5 separate regions of the Mus musculus genome follow, and all the other regions are linked to region 1. Evidence: chromatin contacts called from public HiChIP or PLAC-seq and promoter capture Hi-C data. All regions are on one chromosome and are shown on one strand. Each heading gives the region's core, a stretch centred on a gene start, on an enhancer-like site or on the middle of the called end of the contact. The rest is flanking DNA. Distances are from core to core; before and after follow the strand shown. Region 1 holds the start of Setmar (SET domain without mariner transposase fusion). Region 2 has its middle 46 kb from the start of Gm34933. Region 3 has its middle 4.6 kb from the start of Gm6749. Region 4 holds the start of Arl8b (ADP-ribosylation factor-like 8B). Region 5 has its middle 26 kb from the start of Gm34933.

Region 1 (3,004 bases), core at 451-2,950:
TCGAGTACAGGCCTTGGCAAAATATCAAGATCCTATCTCAAAATAATGATAACTTCTGGATCCTGGTTGTCTAGTTAATGTTTCTATTGCTGCAACAAAACCCCATGACAGACGATAAATCAAGATAGAGTCACTTGTCACCAAGCTGAAACTAACCTGTCTATGTAACCTTTTGCAGAAATAAAGAACTAAAGAGATAACAGACAAATATCCCAGGATAATAAAATTCCTCTGCCTTAATCTTAGCACACAAACATTACTCTGGTGCTAAGCAATGATTTATTTTCCTACTGTTCTGTATTCCTGCCCATGCCTTACAGGGATAGAGTAACTATGAAAGGACCATTCTTCTTTTGTTTATTGCTTCTGCTTTTCCATCTCTTCTCTTCCTATACAACCAATGCTACGCTCAGAAAATCAGAATGCTTATTCTACCTTACAGGGTGAAATGTTGTCCTTTTTCTAGAATTGAAAATAAAGCCAATTAAGACATTTAGATGCAGTGGTTCATGCAAGTAGTCCTAATAATCAAGAGGATGGAGAGTTCAAAACCACACTGGGTTTCATACTAATAACCTGTCTTGAAACAAATCTAGCTAAATACACACACACACACACACACACACACACACACACACACACACACACCTAAGTATATAGAATATATTTATTTATGCACACATACATTTGTAATTTTTTTCTCTAAAACACAAAGATGAAAAACCTAAGATCCTGCATTTTGTAAAGCTGCCCCGTTTGTATGGATCTGTAACAATTCCAGAAGCTAGAGTAATTTGGTGACTTTCATAGATAACTCAGGAACAGCCTACCTGCAAGCTACTCATCAACTACTCCCTTCTTCCTCTGAAACCTCTAAGAAGAAATGCCTGCTCTGCCGTGAAGGCCCTTTGTCTGCCTGTCTGTCTGTTTGCCTGTGTCATCAATGTATCTTCTAATGAATCTCTTATAAGGACAATCTATTTCAGTGTCCCCCTTTAGCCTCCAAACTTTTGGTCAACAAGAGTGGATGCCCTGTGGGACCCTATTATCACAGAAAGCAGTGAAGATAGAAAATTAGAAGAAGAGGAGGAGGAGGAAGAGGAGAAGGAGGGGGAGGAGGAGAAGAAGGAGGAGGAGGGGATAGAGGGAGAATAAGAAAAAGAAGCAAGACAAGCAAAATGGGGAGATTTGGCAATGTTAACATTTTCCACCAGATACAGAAACTCTGGCGTGATCAGTGAGTGACTCTACTCAAAACAGGTTTTTGTTGTTTTGTATAATGGGACAAGGTGAGCTTACAAGGAGAGGACCTTATCAAAAACAAATTCTGTGCCAGTCACCCAACTTCTCCGCGGGTTCTAGATCTTTATATTCTCTGGACTGTATTTTCTCCCTCAGCTTAGACGATACATTTCCAAACACCTACTAAACCCTCAAAGGCTGAACAAACAACCAGGCTTCACAAGGTTCCCCAGAAAAAAACGAAAACATTTCAAGTTCTCCAAATTTTGTACCTTTTGTGGTTCTGAAATTATCAGCTATGTATCTAGTTTAAAACAGTGGGATCCAGAGGAAAAGCACCCCAACGACGCTGAGGGAGGTATCTCCCTCACCTGCAGCCTGTTGGGACGGAAAACTACAACTCCCATGAGGAAGTAGGGCCGCAGAATCCACAACTCCCAGCATCCTCCCGGAGGCCCAAAATGGTCAGGCGAGTAGTCGAAGCGAGACCATAAATGTCTGCGGAAGGTGTGGAGAAGCTTTCTCTCGAGATAGCAGCATCTGAGGAGGAATCTGTAGCCCCGACAGAACAACAAGATGTAGCGTGCGGCCTGGAGAACTTGCCTGTGAGCTTGTGGCCTTTGGGGGCGGAGCCCAGGCCTAAACCTTTCCAGGTAGAGGCAGGGCTAAGTGGCTGAAAGGGCTGGGGGTGGTGCCCTTTTCTTTGGGGGCGGAGCCAGAGGGCGGCGCTAGAGGGCTGTCCCTTTCCCCCGGGGGCGGGGCCAGTGCCCTTTATATGGGGGCGGAGCTAGAAAGCAGCTCACCGATCTTAGGGGCGGTGCTAAAGGGCCTGTCTATTTCCCTTCTCTCCCCAGGCGGGGCCAGCGCTGTTCTAGACTGGGTTGGAGGGATGTCCTGTAGCCCCACAGGGGCTGACTACAAGACTCCTCTTAATTCTCACCAAGGGGAGCCTGCACCCTTCCATGTTGGGGCGGAGATAGAGGCCTGCGGACAGCCTCCATGGAAGGAACCAGAGAGCTGCTTATATCTTGAGTAGTTGAGGCCAATGCCCATGTAGAGCCAGGTCTAAAGAGCTGGGGGGAGTAGGAAGCTGGGGGGGGGGGGGGTGAGTAGGAAGGGGATTGTTTCACACTTCGCTGCAGAGCAGAATTCCAGGGCTACTCACTGCCCCCGGGGGCGCTAGAGCTCTTTCCTAGAAGCCAAGAAAGAGAGACACATAGCTCCCCCACGTGGTAGTAATTGTCAAATTGGCTGTAACAACAGGCTTCTTCCCCCCCACACACACACACACACCCCACCCCACCCCCGATATTTTTATTTTTTTTTTATTAGCACACGGGGTATCTAGTTTAACTATGGCATTTTTAAAATGTTCATTAGCAAATGTTGATTATACATAATAATGAGTTTTGTGATGACATTTTTCCACATATGCACAGAAGGTGTTTTGATGATATGCACCACCACCCTCTCTGGTCCCTCACCCTCTCCCAGTAATCCTTCACCTTCCTGGCTAGTGCCCCTTTTATCTTTCATCTCGCTGTGGTGAGTGTGTGTGTGTGTGTGTGTGTGTGTGTGTGTGTGTAGGAGACAGAGAGCCAATGAGTTTCATCAAGGTTGTTTACTGGAACTGCAGTCTTCTTGACGTCTTACTATTATTTACTCTTTGAGAATCCCATACAATATGTTTGTCATCCTTTTTCCCTCCCCCAAATCCTCACAGATCCTTGCCCACCTCGCAATCTACCCAATTTCATGTTCT
Region 2 (2,718 bases), core at 1-2,500, 820 kb before region 1:
CAGGGGAATACCAGGGCCAAAAAGGGGGAGTGGGTGGGCAGGGGAGTGGGGGTGGGTGGATATGGGGGACTTTTGGTATAGCATTGGAAATGTAAATGAGTTAAATACCTAATAAAAAATGGAAAACAAAAAAAAAAAACAAAAAACAAAAAACAAAAAACAAAAAAGAACAATGTAGAAAAATGAAAAAAAAAAAAAAAAAAAAAAGGACTAGGGTAGGGGTTCGCTATGTTACATTCCAGCAAAGAATCTGTCTATATCGTTGCTTAAATCTGGACAGTTTTAGTAAGGGTAAATTTGAAAGTAATGGAAAGAGTTGTTTTTCAGAGGAAATTTCAAGAAAGCTAACATTTAGTATGTGTCGGTTCACTGGTCTTCTCTAGGCCTATAGATGGGAGGGAGGGAGGGAGGGAGGGGGGAGGGGGAGGGGGAGAGGGAGAAAGAGAGAGAGAGAAAGAGAGAGAACTGGAGCAAAAACACAGAATGCTAAGGGAATGAGCTTGAGTGAATTCAAAGTTGCAGACAAAACTAGGTATAGACAAAGCATCTATAACTGCTAAGGAGATAAATACAACTAAGTAGAAACCTAGCACTCTGCACTGCAACCAGTCAGATAGCCCGAGGCTCCATGCTGCTCCCTCAAAGTCCTAACTGTTCAAATGAAAATGCATTTGAATTGATATCTCAAATGGGGTTCTTTGACTGAAATCAAGGGATAGAGAACTGTTCGTTCAGGTTCAACTGCCCAAGGGCACAGAGTCCAATATAGCTGTGATAGCAAATGGCTAGCCTACATCTTGAGCTGACAACAAAATCTAGCAGCAGTTGTCACAACACACTGGCTCTGCAGACATGCAAAATGCAATAAGGAGGAAAGGATGGAGGCTTGAATCCCAAGCTTGTGTGGCAGAGGTGGTTTCTTGCAAGGAAATCTTCAGAGGCTATTGTGTGGAGCTACAAAGGTCAAGCCAAGCTCTAATGGAGGTGCCAGAATGTTGAAGGTGCTAGATCTATGGGATGTCTAAAAGAAAGCTTCAGGTATTCCCAGATTTCCAGGAAACAGAATGGCAAAGTTATTCCGTGTCTGTAGGATATGAAACACATTTAATAAGAGAAGTCATGAAGATATCTGATGATAATGCCCTGGATAGGTTCTCTAGCAATGGCTACCTCACTTATGTATAAGGGAGTTGGGATGCAGCTCCCTGAGATGTGCTCCATCTGTCATCCATTACTTTGCAGATATTATTTACTTTGCTGCCGAAAAGTGTACCAAGATGGTTATGGGGTCTCTAGAGCATTCTGCCTAAGTAGTAAATTGGCCATGACAATTTCCTAAATCAGTAGGTCAAGCCCCATTAGACAGCTATGAAATTAGTTTAGTAGGTCATAGTGTGTATGTTTGTATGTGTGTCTCTGTGATGATAAGTGTGTGTATGTATGTGTTTATGCTATATGGGTCTATGTGCTCAAGGAAACAGAATACAGCAAAACAAATTACAGTGTTAAGCATGTAAGTAAAAGGTTATTATTTTTAAAAAATTCAGTTGAATTTTTACTGTTGAGTTAACTAAGAAAAAAATTTAAAAGGTGTGTTTTTTCTACTTAGTTTGATCTTACAGATAGCTTTAAAGAAAATTCAGAAAGGTATTTATTCACCTTATACCAAGAGACAAGTTGTCTAGACAAAGAACTAGAAGTCTATGCACTAGAAGTTGGACAAGGTTAGAAGAGAAGATTTAAGCAAAAATAACTATATGGTAAAGCAAATGCATATCCCAGCCCTAATCAGAATCCACACAAAAGGGCAAACTTGGGGTGAAGCCAGCAGCATGTCAGACTGACAGAACTGCAAGGTAAGTTTTTTCTCTCTCTACAATTTTATATAAAAAGAAACCAAGAGAGAGAAGCCTGAGTGTTTTTTTTATATTATCATCTTGCCTTGGTAACTGGTTAGAGAACACAGTGTGGTACAGGGAACCTTGGGTTTTAGGATAGTTATTTCAGAAATTAGAGATGTTTGAGAAACTATAAGATAATTGAGATATAAAAAAAATCACAAAAATATCCTAATAATCTCTCTCATTCTATTGAAGAAGCAGAATGACTCTCTAGACTATGTAGCTTATAACAGAAGTAAATGAAAGCCTCTTCTGATAGACTTCCAATCTGACCTTCTTTCTACTCTACTTTTCTGTCCTCATTTCTAGCTACCTACAGATATCAAGGAGAAAGCAGGAAAAGACCAGATTCCAATGTTACTAAGATTCCTACTCTGTGACACACACACACACACATACACACACATACCAAATAAACAAACAAAAACTATTATCGTTTTCTCCTATTGTCCAAACAGCAAACCAAGGTACAGGTCCACCATAATACAGTGGAGTTTATTGGGCTTACAAAGTAATGGATGAGGGGTTATATGTAACAGAACAGAAGGCTTTAAAACATCCATACTTGGAAGGTCTGTATATAGAATAGATGACTACTTCCCCATGCCACATAGATGGACTCTTCTTACAATTCTATGTCCTCTTGGATGCATGTGCAGTTAGGACAGAATTGCATACAACTGGGTGGAAGGAGTAGCATGTTACTTCCATGACCATCTCTCCTCCTCCAGGAAGGTCAGTAGTCAACAATCTATGATCTTTTCCAAACAGACACTGCTGAACTCCTGAAGATGGAGGAGTTTGCCTTAAAGCCCTG
Region 3 (2,735 bases), core at 36-2,535, 810 kb after region 1:
GCATTTTAACACGCTAATGATATCTGCTTTCCCAAGTTGTGAAATATAAGTCAGAGATTTAGTTTGTTCTGGTGCAGTGCAAACAATGCCCACAACATCCATCAGGTTATGGGGCAGGGCACATGCACATCATCCCTTGGAGAAACTCACCAGGTATTTGTGATTCGTCCAACCCTGTTGGTTCTAGTGTACCCTTACTCTTTGCCTTCCGGGGCCACAAACAAAGAAGAACAGTTGCCAATAGGTTACTAGAACACTTCTGAGTGGGTCTCTGGGTAGAAAGGGTTTAATTTTTGTAGCTCCCTCATGAAAAGAGCTTTTAATGAAAATGTAGCTATTTGCTTCTACAGTGCCATCGGGACTTGCTGGATCACGGAATCTCAGAGTCTCTTGAACTTGCCTCAGACTGTTCCTGGGAATTAGAGAAGTGCTGTTCAGGGGGCCAGTGGGCAATAAGAAAACCAATAACAACATAGTTTTCATGGCCTCAAGAAAAGGCTTCTAAATATAACTGTAGGTTTTTAGGCCTCTACTTTTAAATGCTATCCAACTGTGGAAAAGGGTCATTTTCTCCCATGGCCTTAAAGACATCCTGTGTTTCAGTGTTAGGTTATAAATATAGTTGCAAATACTGTTCATTTCCACAAGAGACCACTATTGCTTTGCTTTTTCTAGTGGTGCCTGCGGAAAATAGAGTTAGAACAGCCCAGGAGGTGAAAAAAAAATAACTGTTCCCAAACCCCAAACAAACAAAAAACAAAACCAATCTAGTATTTTTAAATATAGCACAGACCCTGTCTCAGAAAAAAAAAAACAAGAAAAAAAACATAGTATAAAATATGATCTCATGGTCCTTTGGAAGCTTGTGTTAAAGTCCTGGTGTGTGTGCTGACTGCAATGAGGGGTGGTGGTCGTAATGAGAACATCACATCTGTGTGGGGGTCTTAGTTGTCGAGTCGCAGGTCTTAAATGTGTGTGACCTGGCTAATACAGTATCCTGTGCTCAGCATTTTCATTTTCCAGAGAGTAATCCTGAGGTGTAGGGAAGGGCCACACACTGCTTAGTTAGATGGCAATAGTTCAGCACCAGCAATAAGAATGGGAAAGGAGAAACGGAGACTCGTTCTCTGGAAAGCACACCAGGGTTTTCTCGGTGTTCAGGTGGGTGGTTTCCTTTTCGTTTGTGACATTGTTTTCAGCTGGACAAGGATATGAGACAAAGCTTAGAAGGCTGCCCCTGTCTCCACACGCAATCAAGAACAATGCCAGATTGGGAGGTTCCCCTCGGGGCTTTCTGAGCCTCTCTTTCTTGTCACCTATCACCACCAGCGGCTTCTCTACTTCCTAGACCCTCCTACTGCTTCCTGTCTGTTTTCAGTTTCCATGAGCTATATAAGCAGAAGACAGGAGCCGTCATCAACAGTTGTGGGACTGAAGCCAGACTCTTCTCCAAATTAGTATTCTTCCCAGGTCTCCTGATTTTCAGCCTGTCACATAGGTTTTGGGAGGTGGTTCAGTCAGTGATGTTCAGAGGCTTGGACGACAAAAGATGGATATGCTTAGCAAATCCTCCTCCCCCCTCCCCCTCCCCTCCCCCTCCCCTCCCCCTTCCCCTCCTCATCCTCCCCCTCCCCTCCCCCTCCCCTCCCCCTTCCCCTCCTCCCCCTCCTCCTCCTCCCTCTCCTCCTCCTCCCCCCTCCCCCTCCTCCTCCTCCTCCTCCCATCTACTCTCTTTTCAGCTACAGCTCGTAGTTCTGAGACTACATCAGAGTTCTCCTTTGTGATCTCTTTATGGCTTTGCTACTGGACAGTGGTCCTCAGACTTGAATATGAATCCCTGGGAGTGGCTGCTAAACCATTTCCGACAGCAGGAAATCAGACTCCACCTTTCAGAGGAGTCTGAAACACAGGATGTCTTTAAGGCCATGGGAGAAAATGACCTTTTTCCACAGTTGGATAGCATTTAAAAGTAGAAGCCTAAAAACCTACAGTTATATTTAGAAGCCTTTTCTTGAGGCCATGAAAACTTTGTTGTTATTGGTTTTCTTATTGCCCACTGGCCCCCTGAACAGCACTCCTTTCTCAGGTGGTCCAAGATCCCTCAGTGGATCACAGCACTGAGAGTTTGCTGGGAGACTATTGCCCTGTCTGGCCCTCAAATCCTTCGGGGACTGATTTAACAAGGATTGCAAAAGTGGCTACCTGCTTTCCATCCCTATGGACTCTGCTGTTCAGTAGCTGTTGCATTAGCATGGGAAAAACTGTAGAAAGAGGCAGTCTCCCCAGGAGAACTTGTTTCTTACAAATGTGGCTTCTGAAATAGCAGCCACACCACTTGGGAACTGGTCAGCTGTGCATATTTAAGGGCCACACTCCAAACATACTACACGTGAAACTCTTGGAGATCAGACCCTGGCCCCCCTGTGCAGTAAAGAGCTGGCTCGGTGAGTCCCAATAAAGATGCAGCTTTCCCAATGTGAGGGTCGGGGTCCCTTCCTCTGTACCAGGTGTGACATACCTTGAGATCTATTTGTTATGTCCCTGTTGTCTGCAGTTTCCATATCCCAGTTTTCAATTTCCTATGGTCAATTGAAGACCAAAAATACTAAATGGAAAATTCTAAAAATAAGCAAGTAGTAAGTTTTATGTTTATTATAGAACGTTGTTGTGATTGTCTTGTTTTTACTATCACTGCTAATTTCTTCTAACTTTTCCTAATTTAGAAGATAAACTAT
Region 4 (2,779 bases), core at 212-2,711, 720 kb after region 1:
ACCGATCTTTGCCAGTGTTGGGTACTGTCCAGAGAATAACCTACAATAGCTACACTTTTGGTTTTAAATGAACTTCTTAAGTGTACAGCAAGTGAAAGTAAAAGGATAAATAGCAAGTAGTAGACTGGTAGCCCCACTCCATCAAACTGCAAGGTCACAACATCCAGCAGAGATGACTAGAGTAGCTGATGGAGAGAGCTAACAAAGAAAGCATCCATTAAGTTAGAGATTTACAAATATGAAGCAGAAATCAACTGGGGAAGTTGGGGCAGCCAGCTGGAGTTCCTTTTTAAAAATATATTTTCAGTTAAAATATAATTCCATCATTTCCCCCTCGCCCCAGGCACACCATCCTTCAAAGTCCAAACCACTTCACTGTCCTTCCCCATTCAGGGTCTTTTCCTGGAATGTGCTTCTACCAAACGTCAGCCTGCTTCTCCTTCTCACTTCCCTCAAGCCTTTCCACTCAGGACCACCTGACTTAAAGACAAGCAGGCCGGCTCCAGCTTCTTCTCTGTTCCTCTTCTTTATAGTGTTAAGTACCACGTGGCATTTTCTCGTTTGTTTGCTGTATATGTTCTGTTCTCCACACTGGACTGTAACCCGCAGGAGGGCAGGGATTTTGCTGTCACTAATGTTTTGCTGTGTTAGAAACAAACCCTGTGTCTTTCACATGCTGGGAAAGAAATTTTCCCTATTAATTAATTCATTTATTTATTCACTTTACATTCGGATCACTGCCTCTGCCCCATCCTCCCTTGAGCCCTAGTTAGACCCAGAGTGCTCCATACAGGCCAGGCAAGCATTCTACCACTGGGTTACATCCCCATCCCAGATTCTGATTTTTTTTTTTTTTTATTCCGTGTTCAATTCCTCCGAGTATTAACTTTTTCCTTCAGGGTACATTGCCAATGAACAATTATAGGAAAATTCAATCAAAAAGTGAACGAGGACCAACTCTTTGTTTTTTTTTAAAGATTATTATTATTTATGTGTTTCGTTGTGGGAGTATGCGCATATGTTTGCAGAATGTACAAGGTCAGAAAGCCCTAGATCTGGATCCCCCAGAGTTGAAGTTACAGGCTGATGAGGGCTGCCAGGTGTGGGTGCTGGGTCCTGAACTTGGGTCTTCTGAAAGAGCCTCAAGCACTTTTAACCACCGAGTCATTTCTGTAACCCCACCTTCTGTGTTTATTGAACTCTTGATCCTCCTGCCTCCACCTCTCAAGTACTGAAATTGTTGACATGCGTTTGCTGGGAGACCCATAATTTGGGGGGAAAAAAAAAAAGAAAGAAAGAAAAGAAAAGAGGAAAGGCATGTGACAAGTGAATTGGCACCAAGGCGAGGGAAGGGTGTGTCGTGGGATTCACCATCAGGTGGCGATGTCGCCGGAGGGCGCTGGGAGTCTACGGGACCGCGCCGCTCTTTCCGTGCGCTTCCGCGCCTGCGCTGGGCCAGGCGTGGGGGGGGTAGGGCGAGTCATATGACCCGCTGGGCTTCCTGGCTCCGGCCGTCGCTGCCGCCAGCCTCTGTCTGCCCGCGTCGCGCCAGGGGCCCCGCCGAAGAGCCGTTGGCGGGTTCGGGGCCGATACCCGCTCGTGGGAAAGAGTGTCCGCTGTCGTCCGCGCCCGTCCACGCTCGCAGCCGGCCGCCGCCATGCTGGCGCTCATCTCCCGCCTGCTGGACTGGTTCCGTTCGCTCTTCTGGAAGGAGGAGATGGAACTGACGCTCGTGGGGCTGCAGTACTCCGGCAAGACCACCTTCGTCAATGTCATCGCGGTGAGCAGCCCTCTGCGGGCGGCCTGGCCGGCGTCTCGCGCCTGTCACCTCCCCGAAGGCCGGGCCGGGCGATCCTGCGTGTGTGGGCCTCGGAGTTGTAGCCGGAGGGTCGGCAGCAGGAGGGTCAATTCCACGTTGCGTTTTGGTGGTGGTGGTGGGGGCTGTGCCTTTAACACGGCCTGGAAAGGGTTAATCCGAGTCTGCCACACTTGCTGCCTTTCGGGCCGTAGAGGCTGAAGGGTTAATTCCAACCTGTCACTTGTTCACCCGGACGGGTGAGCCTGGCCTTTTCCAGAACGCCTGCGAAGGGGACGCCTCTCCTAAGTCTCCACTTGGGACGATGGAGTCGCATTGTGAAAGCAGGCAACCCGTGTGGGCGCTTCTGTGAATGCCAGGGGGAGCCTCGGCGCCTCCAGTTCGCTTGGTCTTTGTCACTTGTCCATGGAGCGTCGGAGAGCAAACTGATGACCTAGCTTACTGGGGGAAGCTGTTGGAGAGACCATTCAGATCCCAGTATTTTCTAAGACAGGGAGCAAGGGCGAGGCGAGTCTCGGTTTCTCCACAGCTGATTGTGTTAAACGGGTAGATAGATGGATCTGCATTCAACATAAAGTTTGCAGGCTTTGGTCTTTAGAGAGATTTTTTTTTTTCTTCCCTCTTGCAGAAGGAATTTGTTTGGATTGGGACGTAGCTTATGGAGGCTCAGGGAAGTTGCCTAGTAAATATAATGTGAATTCGGTGGGAGAGTGGTCGTTGAGTTTTGCGTCTTTGATTGGTTGGGAAAGGAATGGGCGTGAATGTCAGTCTTTGGAGCCAAGGAGTCATTGCACAGTTTTAGGGCTGTACTTAGAGGGTTGAGCTTTACAATTGTTCTGATGAGAAGTGGCGGCAGTTCCTAGACCTTCAAGAGGATTGTTGCAATCCTCACACAGGAGACAGCTGAGCTGCCCGACTGGTTTGGCTACACACTGCCCTGGGAAAACCTAGGTAACGTGTGAC
Region 5 (2,851 bases), core at 38-2,537, 900 kb before region 1:
TGTCTTCTACTACTACTACTACTGCACACACACACACACACACACACACACACACACACACACACACACACACACACAGAGAGAGAGAGAGAGAGAGAGAGAGAGAGAGAGAGAGAGAGAGAGAGAGAGAGAGAGCGAGCGCGAGCTGTGGAGTGGCTGCCTTATTCTCTTGCTCCTGTAACTCAATGGAGAGGGTCTTGTGAATGGATTTTGTAAATGATGATGTCATATTGCCATGTCAAAATATTGAGCATACCTAAATATTCAGGATTCATGTAAATGCCACCAACTTTGGGTATCCAGACATGAGGATAAGGGAAAATATTATGGTTCCATATGGACACTGGAGTGAAAGACATGGATATTGGATAATCAACTGACAATATTATCAAAATTGTTTTTCTAACTTATTTCTGTATGGTGGCAGCAGAAAACAGCAAAGCAAGAGGAAAATCATACAAATACTATAATGTATAATATGCTGTGTATCCAACCTCACAAGTCAGTCAGAAGTAGTCTGAGAGTTGAAATCTATCTTCCACCCCTGAATTCATCTCTAAAAATTTTTTAATCCTTTTAAAATCCTTCTGAATTCCTCTGGGATTACATTTCATTTTTGTTTTCCTTTGTACATATTATCACAGTGTCTGTTATCCTCTTCAATCTTGTTGAAGAGTGTGTGTGTGTGTGTGTGTGTGTGTGTGTGTGTGTGTGTGTCTGTGTGTGTCTGTGTGTGTCTGTGTATGTGTCTGTGTGTGTGTGTTTGAGTTAAGGGCATATTTCACAAGGCTGCAAAGGTTTTACTTGCTACAGATGAATTATCATAAACCAGTGAGAAGAGAATAATATAAGCATATTGAGATGTGGGTGTCAGGCAGCGAGTTAGAATTACCCATTAGCTACATTGACTTGCTCCCACACATCAGCTTGTCTGTGTGCTCCATTGCAATATGTGTCTGAGCAAGATCTGAAATCAAAGCATGTCATGAACTATCAGGTTCATCAGCAAACAGTCAAAACTGCTTATGCCAAATCCATAAATGCCAAGGATCTTCAACACAAATGTAAACTATTAATGAACTTTATAAAATGTGTAAAATCCAGTGATGATAAGAATTTGAAGCAAGAAAATCCCTTCTAAGGGAAGAGTTGCTAAAAATAATCATAGGAATTGTCAAATATTCACAGCAGATTTAGAAGCTTCGTTTGCACCTTCTTGGGTGCTGATTTGATGTGGGAGACTAAAAACGTCCAGAGTTCTATAACATCTACATTCAGTTATGAAGAGGGAAAACTTCTAGCTCTTAAGGACTGCTTTTGGAACTCATCTGGCTGCCTTTGTCTTGACAGACACATCTAACTGGCTTCCAAGGAATCTTTGAACATACAAAGAACAAATGTAGAGCCATTGCAGTAGAAGAAAATAAAATCAAATGGTCAACATGCACAACAATCCAAAATCTTACAGTGTGCACAGTATAAGTCCCTCTCACATGCAGAGCAAGACATTTTCCTTTGAAGGTGATTTTTCTTTTCCTATAAAACTTTTAAAAAATCATATTCACCTTCCTTCCCTACAACCCTTTGCAGAAATATCTCCCTTTATATCTACTCAACTTTGTATCATTTGTGTTTTATTTGTTTTAAAGCTCCATGAAAGTCAAAGACAGATCAAATCCCAGCATGAAGAAGAGAGTTGTGTCCATAATCCCGCTCCTTGCATTAGACACATTGGAAACGTTTAGCTGCTGGAAGAAAGAGACAGCTTTTCTCTAAGAGTGTAGGCCTTGCTGCATGGAACACATTCCTATAAAAACCATGCATCCAAGAATATTTGGGCAGCATGATTTGGTCATTGGAGACTAAGTGAAAACCAACAAATACTAGATTTTCAAAAAATTGAAGACTAACATAGAAAAAAAGAGAGTTACCTAAGAATGAGTTTATCTCTATGGTCCTAAAGCCTGGTAGCTGAAAATACTGAGGACCCACTAATTAAATATATGCTTTTTTTCCAGATAATGCAACTAATCTCATCAAGATGAATGGTTAACGAGTTAAACTGTTAGTTATGTAGATGTGTGAGATTAAGTTCGAAAGGGAGATTCTTACCAATGCAAAATTAAATTTAAAAAAATCACTTTGATCTTGGTTTCATGGGGTTATATAATATTGCAGTAACAAATTAACCAAGATATTTGGTTGGATATATATAAAGATGCAAAGATGTCTCAGAATTTGTAATTATTTGGCATGGAGGCTGTAATAAAAATATGCTCAGTTGTTTGCCCAGAACATTTAGAAGTGAAAGTTACTAAGCTCAGTTGGATTTAAATACTAAGGCTATCAGTTCAACTTCCCTCTCAAAAAAACATTTCCCATACTATCTACAAGTTGTAATGTATCTTATCTCACTAACAAATTATATGAGGATTCTCAGATAAATTCGCATCTACACAATAAAGTGACGTTAGAAAGAATGAAGATTAAAAAACCCAGTTTGAGTTGATGAACTTAATGAGGTAATGTCTTGTTCAATGTCTTGTTGAGAACATGTGATCTTGAAGAGAGTTACCACTTAGATAATGGCATGTGTCATCATGATGACACATGTTATTCTTGGAAGAAGAAACTGGGCAGGATCAATGAAGTATGTGGTGCTTCAAGAAATCTAAGGATTCTTCGGACTTACTGACTGGGCTAGAAAACATCAGGTATGTTTCCTAGAGTCTGTTCTGTGCTACTGTCATTTAGGGATACAAATTCATCTAAGGTTAAGGACTACATCAAGAGTAACAATTTCCTTCAAGATTAACTCTTAGCAATCTTTAAGGTTCATGTACTCCATTAT

The links. Promoter capture Hi-C pulls out the DNA fragments that hold promoters and counts their contacts. HiChIP or PLAC-seq counts read pairs in DNA pulled down with a chosen protein or histone mark. Capture Hi-C pulls out chosen DNA fragments and counts their contacts.
Region 2: a contact with region 1 is called in a promoter capture Hi-C map of second pharyngeal arch cranial neural crest, with 3 times the contacts expected there. The contact joins the enhancer-like site here to the promoter of Setmar in region 1. A contact is called at or near these places in 6 of 39 promoter capture datasets (cranial neural crest, hippocampal neurons, second pharyngeal arch cranial neural crest and 2 more) and 3 of 115 datasets of contacts at active chromatin or transcription factors (embryonic stem cells and stem cell-derived neural progenitor cells).
Region 3: an H3K27ac HiChIP or PLAC-seq map of thymic regulatory T cells shows a contact between it and region 1, with 6 times the contacts expected there. The contact joins the enhancer-like site here to the promoter of Setmar in region 1. A contact is called at or near these places in 6 of 39 promoter capture datasets (the C10 cell line, embryonic stem cells, liver and 2 more), 4 of 115 datasets of contacts at active chromatin or transcription factors (bone marrow-derived macrophages, embryonic stem cells and thymic regulatory T cells) and 1 of 9 other capture datasets (adipose tissue).
Region 4: a contact with region 1 is called in a promoter capture Hi-C map of liver, with 6 times the contacts expected there. The contact joins the promoter of Arl8b here to the promoter of Setmar in region 1. A contact is called at or near these places in 7 of 39 promoter capture datasets (the C10 cell line, embryonic stem cells, liver and 2 more), 4 of 484 Hi-C or Micro-C datasets (B cells, bone marrow-derived macrophages, regulatory T cells and 1 more), 12 of 115 datasets of contacts at active chromatin or transcription factors (the 230-238 cell line, bone marrow-derived macrophages, cardiomyocytes and 7 more) and 4 of 9 other capture datasets (adipose tissue, embryonic stem cells, liver and 1 more).
Region 5: a contact with region 1 is called in a promoter capture Hi-C map of hippocampal neurons, with 7 times the contacts expected there. The contact joins the enhancer-like site here to the promoter of Setmar in region 1. A contact is called at or near these places in 5 of 39 promoter capture datasets (cranial neural crest, embryonic stem cells, hippocampal neurons and 2 more) and 4 of 115 datasets of contacts at active chromatin or transcription factors (astrocytes, embryonic hindbrain and embryonic stem cells).

What each region holds. Positions count from the first base shown.
Region 1 is chr6:108,063,345-108,066,348 of GRCm38.p6, forward strand. It overlaps Setmar (SET domain without mariner transposase fusion), which reads left to right and starts at 1,701. Exons shown (of 2, transcript NM_178391.4): 1 at 1,701-1,895. The coding sequence starts at 1,737.
Region 2 is chr6:107,239,396-107,242,113 of GRCm38.p6, forward strand. No RefSeq gene overlaps it. Among named protein-coding and RNA genes, the nearest start is that of Gm34933, 46 kb to the left of the region's middle. Within about 2 kb of position 1,251, at least 1 of the 459 cell types and tissues checked has an H3K27ac peak or open chromatin away from gene starts, as enhancers often do. A contact at or near this core is called in second pharyngeal arch cranial neural crest, where this site is marked.
Region 3 is chr6:108,874,871-108,877,605 of GRCm38.p6, forward strand. No RefSeq gene overlaps it. Among named protein-coding and RNA genes, the nearest start is that of Gm6749, 4.6 kb to the right of the region's middle. Within about 2 kb of position 1,286, at least 93 of the 459 cell types and tissues checked have an H3K27ac peak or open chromatin away from gene starts, as enhancers often do. A contact at or near this core is called in adipose tissue and thymic regulatory T cells, where this site is marked.
Region 4 is chr6:108,781,598-108,784,376 of GRCm38.p6, forward strand. It overlaps Arl8b (ADP-ribosylation factor-like 8B), which reads left to right and starts at 1,462. Exons shown (of 7, transcript NM_026011.3): 1 at 1,462-1,780. The coding sequence starts at 1,658.
Region 5 is chr6:107,167,029-107,169,879 of GRCm38.p6, forward strand. No RefSeq gene overlaps it. Among named protein-coding and RNA genes, the nearest start is that of Gm34933, 26 kb to the right of the region's middle. Within about 2 kb of position 1,288, at least 8 of the 459 cell types and tissues checked have an H3K27ac peak or open chromatin away from gene starts, as enhancers often do. A contact at or near this core is called in hippocampal neurons, where this site is marked.